Regions from separate parts of the Macaca mulatta genome. Here region 1 is linked to region 2. The links are chromatin contacts, called in public Hi-C maps. All regions are on one chromosome and are shown on one strand. The core of a region is the stretch at or near the end of the contact, and the rest is flanking DNA. Distances in the headings are between cores, read along the strand shown. Region 1 overlaps SLC30A7 (solute carrier family 30 member 7). Region 2 overlaps LOC144332644 (a long non-coding RNA gene).

Evidence for each region. A called contact is a pair of places that touch in the nucleus more often than the background predicts.
Region 1: a Hi-C map of CD4 T cells shows a contact between it and region 2, with 4 times the contacts expected there. The contact joins two enhancer-like sites. A contact is called at or near these places in 2 of 14 Hi-C or Micro-C datasets (CD4 T cells and blood).

The regions. Positions count from the first base shown.
Region 1 is chr1:139,339,051-139,345,334 of T2T-MMU8v2.0, reverse strand. The region is part of intron 8 of SLC30A7 (solute carrier family 30 member 7); the gene reads left to right. Among named protein-coding and RNA genes, the nearest start is that of SLC30A7, 32 kb to the left of the region's middle. Within about 2 kb of position 2,819, at least 5 of the 40 cell types and tissues checked have an H3K27ac peak or open chromatin away from gene starts, as enhancers often do. A contact at or near this core is called in CD4 T cells, where this site is marked.
Region 2 is chr1:139,166,130-139,171,846 of T2T-MMU8v2.0, reverse strand. It overlaps LOC144332644 (a long non-coding RNA gene), which reads right to left. Exons shown (of 3, transcript XR_013400556.1): 3 at 1,714-1,832. Among named protein-coding and RNA genes, the nearest start is that of DPH5, 77 kb to the left of the region's middle. Within about 2 kb of position 3,221, at least 6 of the 40 cell types and tissues checked have an H3K27ac peak or open chromatin away from gene starts, as enhancers often do. A contact at or near this core is called in CD4 T cells, where this site is marked.

The DNA.
Region 1 (6,284 bases), core at 1,570-4,069, 170 kb before region 2:
GGTACCTTTGAATTTGAATCAAAATAAATTTGTGGGTTTTTTTCAACCTCAGAGAATTACTTTAATTCCAAATTGGGAATTCTTACTTAGTTCTGTTCTCACTCATTTATTCCTCTAATATAAATAAATAAACACACACAGACACACAAAGTAAACTTGTTTTACTGAATATGACACACATTATAAACTGCACAAATCATCTTCACTAAATATTAAGTAGGCCTCTCGCCTACTTACTCTTAGGATCTTCACTGTCTTGATCCTATATTATAATAGGGTAGTGAGACAACAAACAAATTGATAAATTAGATTGCTCAAATGCCAAACAGTTACTTGTATTGTGTAGATTTAAGATAGGATTATGTGATAGTGACTGAGTTGCCACTTTAAATTGAGTAGATCTGGAAGACTTCTGAAGAAGGGGCCTTTAACATGAGATCTTATTGTCGTAAGAAAAGCTTATCAGAGGAAGAACATTCTAGTCTAGGGATCAGTTGGTAGAAAAGCCTAGTGGTGAAAGCAGTTTTGATACTCAAAGGAGGCCAGCATGGCTGAAGCCTAGGCAGTAAGAGGAGAGTGGTTTGAGATAAAGTTGGAGAAACAGACTGGGGAAGACTACCTAGGGTTAGGAGTTTGGATTTTATTCCAAGTGCAGTGGGACACGATATGGGTATTCATTTTAAAAAATGATTTTGGCTGCTGTGTGGATAATAGATTATAAGGGGGCACAAGTGAGAACAGGTAGACCAGCTAGAAGGCTATTATATTAAAGTGGACCAGGTGAGAGGCCATGGTGTCTTGGTCTTAGGTACTAACCTTAGAAATGGAGAGACACAGAAAAGTTAGCAAATGCTTTGGGGTACAGCTAACAAGATTTGCTTGAGAATATAAATGTATGGGTTAGGGCTGAGTGAAAGAGGGGAATTAAGGATAGTTTCTAGAGTTTTTATCTGGGCAGCTGAGTGAATGAGGTGTCATTACTGAAAGAGAGGGGACTGGGGTAATGTTTTTGTTTTTAAAGGGGACTGTAGATCAAAAGTTCTGTTTTGGATGTAAGTTTGAGATCTCTCAGACATTGATATGGAGATTTCAGATTGACAAAGAGTGTACAAATAGGCATTCTTGGAAGCAGCCAACTGAAGAGAAAGGGTTGAAAATAGTCCACACCTGGATTTAAAGTCATGGAGTGGCATTCATCTGGCATCGGAATTCATCTAGCATGAATGCCACTATTCCCACCCCTTCTGTTTTCCTGGAAAATATCCCTCAGTATGGTACTCCTGCCTGCTAAAACTGATTTAGTGTCAGGGGCCCTTTCAATATAGTGCTTCAAGCAACCACCTTGGCTTCCAAGGTAAAACTTATTTGTCATCCTTGTCTAGGTCCTACTGACCTACTTATAAACTTCTCTGTAACTTACATGAATACATAGTTTCAGGTCATATAATTGGATTCCTTTTTGTTATTGTTAAGCTTTAATATTTTTATTATTTGCTCTTGTTTTTCTGATACGCAATTACATATGTATTAGTCATTTCTTGCATTGCTATAAAGATACACCTGAGACTGGGTAGTCTATAAAGAAGAGAGGTCGTATTGGCTCACAGTTCTGTAGGCGTTACAGAAAGCATAGTGCTGGCGTCTGCTTAGCTCCTGGGGAGGCCTCAGGAAGCTTACAGTCATGGTGGAAGGTGAAGGCAGAGCAGGCATGTAGCATCTTGAGAGAAAGAGAAACAGATATGGGGAGAAGATGCCACACATTTTTAAATGACTAAATCTCGAAAGAACTCACTTACTATTGTGAAGACAGCACCAAGCCATGAGGGATCTATCCCCATGATCCAAACACCTCCCACCAGGCCCCACCTCCAGCATTGGGGATTACAGTTCAATATGAGATTTGGGCAGGCACACATATCTAAACTATATCAACATTTTTACTGTAAAAATTTCAAACATCACTGAAATGTATAACTTACCTGTTGAAAGGTTCTCATAATCCCACCCTTTGAAGATAACAGAAAAGTTTCATGTATCTTAAAATTCAACAAATGTTTTAGTACCCACTCTGTGCCAGGCAGTGAACAACATGGGCAAATGGCCTACCTTCATGGAGATTACATTTTGATATGGAGACAGTCAGTAAAGCAAATGAACATGCAAATAGATAATGGACTGTCAGTTGGTGACAAATGCCATAGAGTAGGCTAAGAAGATACTATTTTAGAAGGGCTTGGAAAGTCTTCTGCATAGGGTAATATTGGAACAGAGACTAAATGGTGGAGGAGAAGGACATGGGACTGCTCAGAGGAAGAATATCCCTGGTGAGAGAACTTCAAGTATTAACACACAGGCAGGAGCATGCCAGGTATGAGGATGACAAGAAGGGCAGTGTAAGTGGAGTGCAATGAGCAGGGCAGAGAGTGGTAGATACATGTTTATATATCTGCATCTCTGGAGTTCAGGGAGCAGGTTGGGGTGGAAGATAGAAATTTGGGTGTCATCAGATTATATATGTTATTTAAAGCCTTTAATACACAGTTTGCCCTGAGACCGAGTATTGATAGAGGAGGGGAGGCCTGAGAACTGAGCCCTGGGGGTGGTCAGGAGGCAGTTGCAACCAAGAAGAGTAAAGTGGAATGACCAGCGAGGTGGGAAGAAAGATACAACCATTTGTTGTTTCAGAAGGCTTGTAAAGAAACCTGTTAAACAGGAAGAACTAATCAACTCTGCTAAATGCTGCTGGGACTAAGAAGAGCGATGAGAATGAAAGCCTGATCAGACAGAGTAGCTTCAAGAGAGAATGGGAGGGGAGGAAATGGAGATGGCAACTAAGTCAACTCCTTTTCAAAACCTTTTGCTGTGAAGGGGAGCAGTGTGATTGCCTGGCAGCACAGAGGGCCCATTTGAGGTTTGTGGTCATGAATTTAAAGTGAACACAACCAGAATAGTTGTATGTTTTTCTTCAGTCTTGTTCAGCTACTTGGTAAGAGGTATGGAATAGACAGAGAGTTGGATTTAACAGGTTTGGGATTTTGTCAGGTGAGTACTAACAGTGAGAAAGGGGCAAGGCAGGGATTAGAGTGGTGAGAAATTAAGATTTAAAGGTAATTGATACATGCTTAAAAAAAAAGTGTTAGGTTCAGTGGTCTAATCCACTTAGTGGCCTAAGACAGGGTCAGTCTAATCCACTGACCCTATCTTCGCTGTTTGGGAAGAAGTTTTAAGAGTAGAGGTATTAGGGGAAGTGATCCAGAAATAAGAAGGGTTGTTCAGATTATGAGATGCTTGGAATTGAGATCTTAAGGCCTAAGGTGTGATTATAGGGGCAGAAGATAGCTTAGCGTATAGAGACCTGGTGTTGGGTGGATTGCCCACATGGATAATTTAAATCAAGAGTAATGGAAAGAGTAGAGGTGGAAAGATAATAAGCCCATTACCAAATTTTTCAGTGACTGAAGGGGGACAATCAAGAATTGTAACCCTGATAATCAAGATGGGTAGAGGGTGGAATGATCTAATGGCATGGGCCTTAAGGAAACTGTGCCGTAGGGAAGAAGTAGCAGGAACTGTGATACATAGGGGTAGTGACAAGCAAGAAGGACATCTGCCTTACCACAAGCCCCAATAGTACTGGAGTGTAGGAGAGTCAGCACGTCTTAATCGTGCTCTAGGGAAGACAGTACCTTCCGTTGGTGGTCAGTTTTCAGGTAGAGCATGAACATGCTATATGGCTATTTAGAAAAGAGGCTGAGGATTTAATGAAATTGCATATTTAAAAGTAGTTTTTTAAAATTATGGTAATAATTATGTTGACAAACTTGGTAAAATATAGAAAAACATAAGGAAAAAATTACCTTAAGAGACCCATGTTAGTATTTTTGTGGGTTTTCTTTTGGATTTTTTCTTTTATTCTGAGATTCTTTTGTTTTGTTTTATTTTGTTTTTCATAAGATTTTTGTTTGTATTATGCATATGACATATTCTTTGTAAGAAAATTTTTAATAGTTTTCTGATTATAAAATGTGATCATGGTAGAAATTTTGAAAATACTGGAAAGCATAAGAAGTAAAGAAAAACTAGGATCACAACACGCAGAGGTCGCATAACCACTATTAGCAGTATTTCTTTACAATCATTTTTAGGCATATTTAAAAAAATTACTGAACTTCTACTATATGTAGATTGTTAAGCTTGGTCAGCATCAGAGATTTCACAGGTTTCAGATGAAAGATAATAGTATAGTCATCATTTTAAGTCAATATTAAGTTTTGGATAACTAAGTTGTCAGCAAAGGCTTAAATTCAATGGTAATAAATGACAACAAGGTACAGAGAAACACATAAGAAAAATTCTTTTAAAAAGTCTGTGTCTAAACTATGCATTTATCTTTATATGTATGAGGGAGAGACTATATATAGAGAGGGAGTATGTGTGTGTGTGTGTGCGCGTGCGCGCACACGCATGTACACACCAGATCCCAATCAGCATTCATATATAGAGAGAATGTATTTCCCAGAATGTTAATTGGCCCTCTATGGGTAGTGTAATTTTAAAATTCTGTCTCTTGCCTAATTTCTCTATGGTAAGTCAACATTTTTGACTTGGACTTTAAACAAGCATAAGTTTTTTAATGGAAGTCAGTGAAGAAGTAGCTCCAAAGTACAAAATAAAGAAATTCTAGTTCAACCTTTTTTTCTTTTAAAAAAGAAAACAAACTGAATTTATTTAAATGTACACCTGATAATGAAGTATTTGCAAGGAGATCACTCTGAGATGATTTTCAAATTGGTAAAAATTTGCCTGATTTTAGGAAATAGTGAAAACTCTTTAAAAAATCAACTGAATAGAGTATAAAGAAGTATTTTTCCCTACCATTAATTTTTATATATTCAGTATTTGCAGTTCATCAATAGCAAGAGAAATAGTGGCACTCCTTATATTTTCTCTGGGTCTACTGTTGCTCAGTTGAAAACATGCCATGGAAATATACATCTTTCCCTTCTAGGTTGCCCAGTGTTCCATTTTCACTTCCACAGTGAAAGTGATTTCTTAGAAAAAGACAGGTTTGTTTTTTTTTTTTTTTTTCCCCAACATTTTCTACACAGACAAAGGGTGATAATAAATTTTGTGGTAAAACTGAGCTGTATTGTGATGAATTTTATTTCCCAATGAAAAACAGGAGAATGAATATAATGTAAGAGTGTGATTGTTTTATTTTCTGAAAATATGGTTCCTATAAGAGCTTTCAGAGTAGTTCTGCTCCTTTTTTCCCTAAGGAGAGTTGGGATAGAAGATGAATTCATAACTTAGAATGCAGAAATCTGAACAATTAGTTGTAGCTTTGAATCTGACTGCGATTTAGAAATGAGGCAATTTACATAGATCTGTAGCTTGATTTTTTTTTTTATTCACTTAAATGAAAGGGTTACCTATGCATGATGGATAATTATAAAACTAAGCAGGATGTAGAAATATACTTCGTTGCTGGTGTGGTATTTCTGAAGCCTTGCTAGTTTTTTTTTTTTGTTTTTCTTTTTAATCAATTTTCTGCAACTCACCAGTTACCATCTTGTGGTACTTTGTACTTTTTTAATATATATAGCATAAAATCATTTGTAAGTACAAAGAAAAGCTTTTTAACCAAAATAAATCTTTTTGTTAGGTCTAAAAAGTTTTAAAATAGTAGCTTAATTTTAGAGGAAACAAATTTTTAGAGGCAAACTAAGGTACAGACTTTAGAAATGATAAATAATGGTGTGTATAAAATAGAATATGTACTAATGGAAACAAAATGATAGACTTGAAATTCTAAATTATAAGAGATCATCATTGTTCATGAATACAGGATTTAGACCCTATACTGATTTTGATAAATCTTGTTGATTTCATATTTAAATAGAAAGAGTAGAATAGAATAAATTTGTGGCCTGTATGAAGTAAAAGGTAAGCATTTTTGTTTTTTTAATATGTAGAAAGTTACCATATGACACATTCTGAAGATTTTACTTTTTTCAAAATTGTTTTTGGGTGTTCCCTAACAATTTCCTTTGTGGTTTGCCTTTCAAGTGGTTATAATTTGTGAACTATTACTTTTGGGGACTAAGATAAAGGTAAACAGTTTGCCAAGATTTTAACTTGCTGCTTGTATATGTGCCTGTATTATAAAATTGAACATATGGGAACATTATTGCATAGTTATTGTATTCTTTAACCATATATAAAACCATCATAGTAAGAACATTTATAAAAACTGATTCGTCTAACAGCCTTTCTCAATAGGG
Region 2 (5,717 bases), core at 1,972-4,471:
GAGTGAGTTCTCATGGGAATGGATTTAGTTCCTGAGAGAGTGGGTTGTTATAAAGCCAGGACGTCCCTCAGGTTTCCTTCTTTTTGTACATGTTCATTTCTCCTTTGACCTTCTCTGCCATGTTGTGATACAGCATGAAAGCCCTCACCAGAGTCAAGGCCAAGCCCTTAAACTTCTCAGCCTACAGAATCATGAGCTAAATCAACCTCTTTTCCTTTTAAAGCACCCATTCTCAGGTATTCCTTCATGCCATCACAAAACAAAGACAATCCCCACTGCAACAGTGTTGAGAGACGGGATCTTTAAGAAGTGATTAGGTTATGAAGGCTTTGCCCTCATGAAACAATTAATGCTGTTATCGCAGGAGTGGGTTTCTGATAAAAGGATGAAGTTGACCCCCTTCCCAATCCTGCATGCTCTTTTGCATTTCTGCCATTCTTCCATGGGCTGACACAGCAAGAAGTCCTTTGTCAGATTTGCCCATCAACCTTGGACTTCCCAGCCCCTAAAACCATGAGCTGAATAAATACCTATTCATTGTAAATTACCTAGTCTCAGGTATTCTGTTATAGCAATACAAAGTGGGCTGAAAGAGTATGCCTTGTAATTTTTTCTTGATAACTGAACATGGTGTACTGGGTAAAAGGAAGTGCTGTAAATAGGCCTTTACTAATACGGTGATAAGGTGTTGGGAAAGGGGAAACTTTCTATAGTCCTATGATTAGGTCTCTATCTTTTAGCAAGCCTATTTCTCTGGACTCTGAATATCACACTTGTTTCTTAGCCCTTCCCTTTTTAAGTAAAATAGGACAGCTAGAGTAGGCTGGGGTTAGTTATTTTCAATTCCCTTAGGTTAGTTAGGCTCTGACGAAACCCCAGCAGGTGGCTCTGGTTAAACAGTTTCTCCTAAGAGTAGACCTTGTTAAGAACAGAGTGCTCTGGCACGTATCAAAATGATTTTTCTTTCCTTCCTACTGCCAGAAGCACAATGTAATTTTCTTCAATAGTTAGTCTGATAATCTGGTCATGCTGCTGATGGTAAAACATACAAAAGCATGGTGGTCCCCTTATGACTAGGTCTTCCAGAGTTTTTATCTCTCAGCCTTGTCTACACATAGCCTCCAGCAATTCATCAATTAGTTTAGGTTTTCCTACCTCCGCAGTGGCTCCAATGGAGGTTTCTGCTCCAGTATATTGTGATTCTCTGTATCTGCCTGTCCATCTTGCTAATTCTGGGGGCAACAGTTTGCCCTGTGACCTCACTTCTCTTATGGACCCAAGAAGACTTGATTTTTCAGTTTGCTCAGCTTTTACTTGTTAGAACTGAGTGGCAACTTCCCAGCTCCTTAAATGTGAAATTGGAACCTGGAAGTCTTGGAGATTACTTTTTCAAAATTAAAAAGACAGTGATAAACAGTCACAAAGCAGCTTTATTTAACTTTTCCAACATATTTCTCAGGCCATTCTCTTTCAGACATTCAAAAAGGAAAAGTTTCTAACCTTAAAATAATTAAATGACAAACGGTAACAGCTGCTAGTTATCTCCCAGTGGCTGTTCCCATGGTGATAGGGCCTCAGATGTGTGGCCATTTGCAATGGACACAGCATTTCTAGCCTGCAGCCAGGCACAGCCAGTAGCAGGAGAGAACAAGGTGTGTTCCTTTCCTCTCTTGTCTTCTGACCCTTTCCCTGTTCTGCTCCTCTGGAATGTGATGTTGCCATGTTGAGACCGTGAGGTTGAAGCCTTCAGGAAAGAACATCAAGATGAATGGAGTCTGAGTTCCTGACAACATGGAGCATCATGCCAGCCATGAACCACTTCTGAGACATCCCTGTGAGACAAAAATAAACTTCCATGTTCTTTAATTTGTCATTTTGGAGGGTTTTCTGTTATTTGCTGCAAAACCTGATCTTAACTAACACAGACATTGAATCTGAAATTCCCAGGAGAATCCCTGTAAACCTGTTGCTTGCCACAAATAACTGGCCTCTACCAGTAGCATTCTACTAAAAAAACCATATGTGGCATTATCCCTTATTTATAGATAAATAAAATAAGGACCAGAGAAGTTTCCATTCAGATTCTGAATCTAATGCTCTTCGTAAGAAACTGTTTTGCATGCTAACTAATGAGTAATAAATTAGAATACAGAGTCAATGTCAGCCTTTTGTATACAGTTCTGTATTTGTTTCAAGATATTAATCTCATGTAGTTACTCACAGCCACCCTTAAAGCAGGTTCTTAAATGACAAAACTGAGGCCCAGAAAGTGTCATCTGTACAAGGTAACACAATTGGACAGTGCACTAGCTTCCTGGTTTCCAGCTTTTATGATTTGTGTCATATTCTTCACCAATCTTTTAAAGCCTCATCTGTCATAAAGTATATTATTTAACATTTTATCCACCAAGTGTGATCAATAATATTTTCCATCCCCATTGTAGACTACAGGCTGTCCTTTTCACACTTAAATCTATAAAACTGAGAGAAGGGCATGAGAATCAAGAAGATGTTATTGTTTATTCAATAAGGTAATGTTTACTTCCACATCTGGGAAGGAGGAGATTTTGAAAGGAAGAGTAGACAAGGAGTATATATGACTTAAAACACTCTCTGAGTTCAGGGAAACAATCCTTCTAATTGTTACTGATACACTGGACATAGATAACAAATAAGATATCATTTCCATCCTGCAGAAAATCAAGCAGTCTATTCATTGACTGAAATAATAAAGCCTGATTGAAAAATCCACAGGCAGAAAAATCCCAATGGCTGCTTTGCGTGCTCTAGTTAGTTCAAGCTGAAAGTTTTAGTATGCGGTTTGCATTTGCTTTCATGCCCCAGTGCACTCAAATTTCAGTATTATTCAGTTTCCTGAGGAGCCCAAATATGAACAACCTTAATAAACAATATTTTCCTCCACTTCCTATATGAGTGTTTAAGGTAATTGCTCTATATTGCTTCTGCTGTAGCCTGAGATCATCAAAAGGATAATCGGTATATGTAATGAGCTGACCTTGACCTTTTCTTCAATCAACTTTAAAAAGAAACCATTTCTGTTGGGTCTCTGATGGATTCTCTTTTTAATTTGTCTGCTTTTGTTGTGTATTTTATTCCTTTTTGCTCGTGTGGCAAAGGGACTGAATGTTGATGACTGAAAGTTTGGATCTTTTCCAGGCATTTATTTTGGGACAAGTTCTCAGTCTCTTGGCACAAATACCTACCTGCCACCCCCGTCCTGCCCTCTCCTCCCCACAGTATGACCGACATACATCTACCCTTTCTCCCTTATGTAGTGGGAAGAGTGGGAGTTCTTTTGACAATCTCTATAAACTGAAGTATTTATAGCAAATTTCTGGGTAGACATAGATAAGGCCTAGGGAGTTTGTTAAGGATAATAAAATTAGTTGCTTTACTTTTAAAAAATAAAACATTCTTAAACCACTTCTGAGCCATTCTATCATTAAATTTGCTTCTATCTTGAAACTTTCCTTAATAGTCAATTCTTATGCAACTTCCTTTTTCCCTTTGACAGCATGAAGCATTTTATTCACATGAGTTTTCCTGGTATAAACATTTGTATTTGAAGGAATTGGAAGATGCAGCTCACAGTAGACTCTTCTCTCTTTTGTACATCCCACTATTCATTTAAGGATCCTAATTCTTAGAGTTTGCACTTTCATATTCTCACGCCATAATATTCTGAGTATGGTGAAGCTTTGAAATGCAAGTTAGACGTGCTGAATATTACTGGATTGACTTTGATTAGTCAATAACCTCTTTATTTCTTATTGGTGAAACACATGTATAATAACTAGAAATCAATTGATCTATACATTTGCTTTGACAAATAAGTATAACTAAAGTTAGAGAAACAGTGCTGGGTAAATAGTGCATAAAAGAATTGCAAAGAAAGAGATTCTTATTATTTAATTGGCTTGAATTAAAGGAAAAAAACAGGTTTTTTTTCAAACATTATAACATGATTAGCTTAAAAAGACCTTCCTGCTGAATAGTGTAAGATATTTTTTCAAAATATACCTCAATAACAATAGCAATTTTTTCAGCAGTCCTAAGAGGGTAGGTAAAATAATATTATATGTTTTGTTTTTTAAAAAAGTAAAGTACTCTCTTTTATGACTCCTCAGTTCATTTCCTGTCTTGCAGGTCCAAGTTCAGTTCCATATTAGGCATACAAATTCCTGTAATTATTTCATATCCCAACAGTTTCTACCTCTGAACTGTTCGTTATATATTTCATATAACATTACATTTATTCTAATACTTTCTTATACACAATATTATTGTTATTATCTAGAATTTTGAAAAATGTCCTCCATCTTCTAAACTGAATTTTAATTTGCTGGAAAAAAACAATCGCATAGTCTCATTTACTCTCAAAGTTTTATCTACTAATATAGAATAAGTCTTAACAAATTATTCGAGATTTAGCTTGCTCTGCAGTTCTTTTGCATTGGAATGTGTAAACATTACTGTAGGCTCAATTCATATTAGTCTACTTAAGTAAACAAGAAACAGTTAATTATGATCAGTTTCTCAAACTTATATACTATTTCCTTCAAGAAAAGAACTTTGTTTTGACATGTGTAACATTCAGTGTAATCAACTGTAGGATCAAAACATAAAAATCTTTGTGTTATGGAAAGGGAGGCAATAACTAAAGTTTTACAATAAACATATTTTACATTTTACGGTGTTCTATTTTTTCAAAAATGTTTTTATGTGCCTTTTGAAGGTAAAAACGAACACATTTTAATGTTATAACATCATTTAATAATGAATATTAGGTTTTACCTGGAGTTCTTTGAGAAACAACAAGGCATGGCGGAAATATTAGAATCAGAGTGCCTAAGTCTGAATCTTGACCCCACCACTTGCAAGCTGTGTGACCTTTGTTAAGTTACTTAACCTCTCTGTGTCTCATTTTCTTCATCTGTAAAACAGGAATGATTACAATAATTGGTTGTAATATATTAATGTATATCATGCATTTAAAGTCAGGCCTGGAACTTAATTAGCCCTGGGTAAATTTCTGCTTATACTATTATTTGGGGAAAATTTTCAATGTATCGTGATTTTTGTTGTATTCAGATTTATTATCTAAATTATAATATAAAAATGGATCTACTGGAGTTGATAAAATAGTTTTATTCCTCTAACTGTGATGCAAGAAACATAGGTATAACCACAGTGTCTTAAACTTTCCTATAAGCTATGCTTCACCAAGTACATCAGACAATTCATTATCATGTGCTCAATAAATACCTGCTTATTGTCAATTAACTGCGTAGCTGACTTCCTATTGCTGGGTAAGTGTTAAAATTTAGTCTCTTTAAATTTATTTTGCTTGCTTTAGTGGCAGGCTTTTTTGGACAATTGAAATGTACACACAGAAGTTATATATATATAAACACACACACAAATATATATATCTTCTTTAGTCTTATATATGACTAAAAATATATGTTATAAAAAGTGTTAATCTCTCCAATGCCACTCTATTCCTCTTATAAGCATCCTTATACTCCCATTTTCCAGAGGTTTGCTTCCTATTCCCCCTAGGTTTTGATATGCCATGTAAGCATAGCTATGTGTATATATATATGCATACACAGGATGTTTTTTCTCATAAAATTGGTATTTACTACACATAATAATCTTCTATTGTGTTTTTTCATATCACATACTTCTAACTT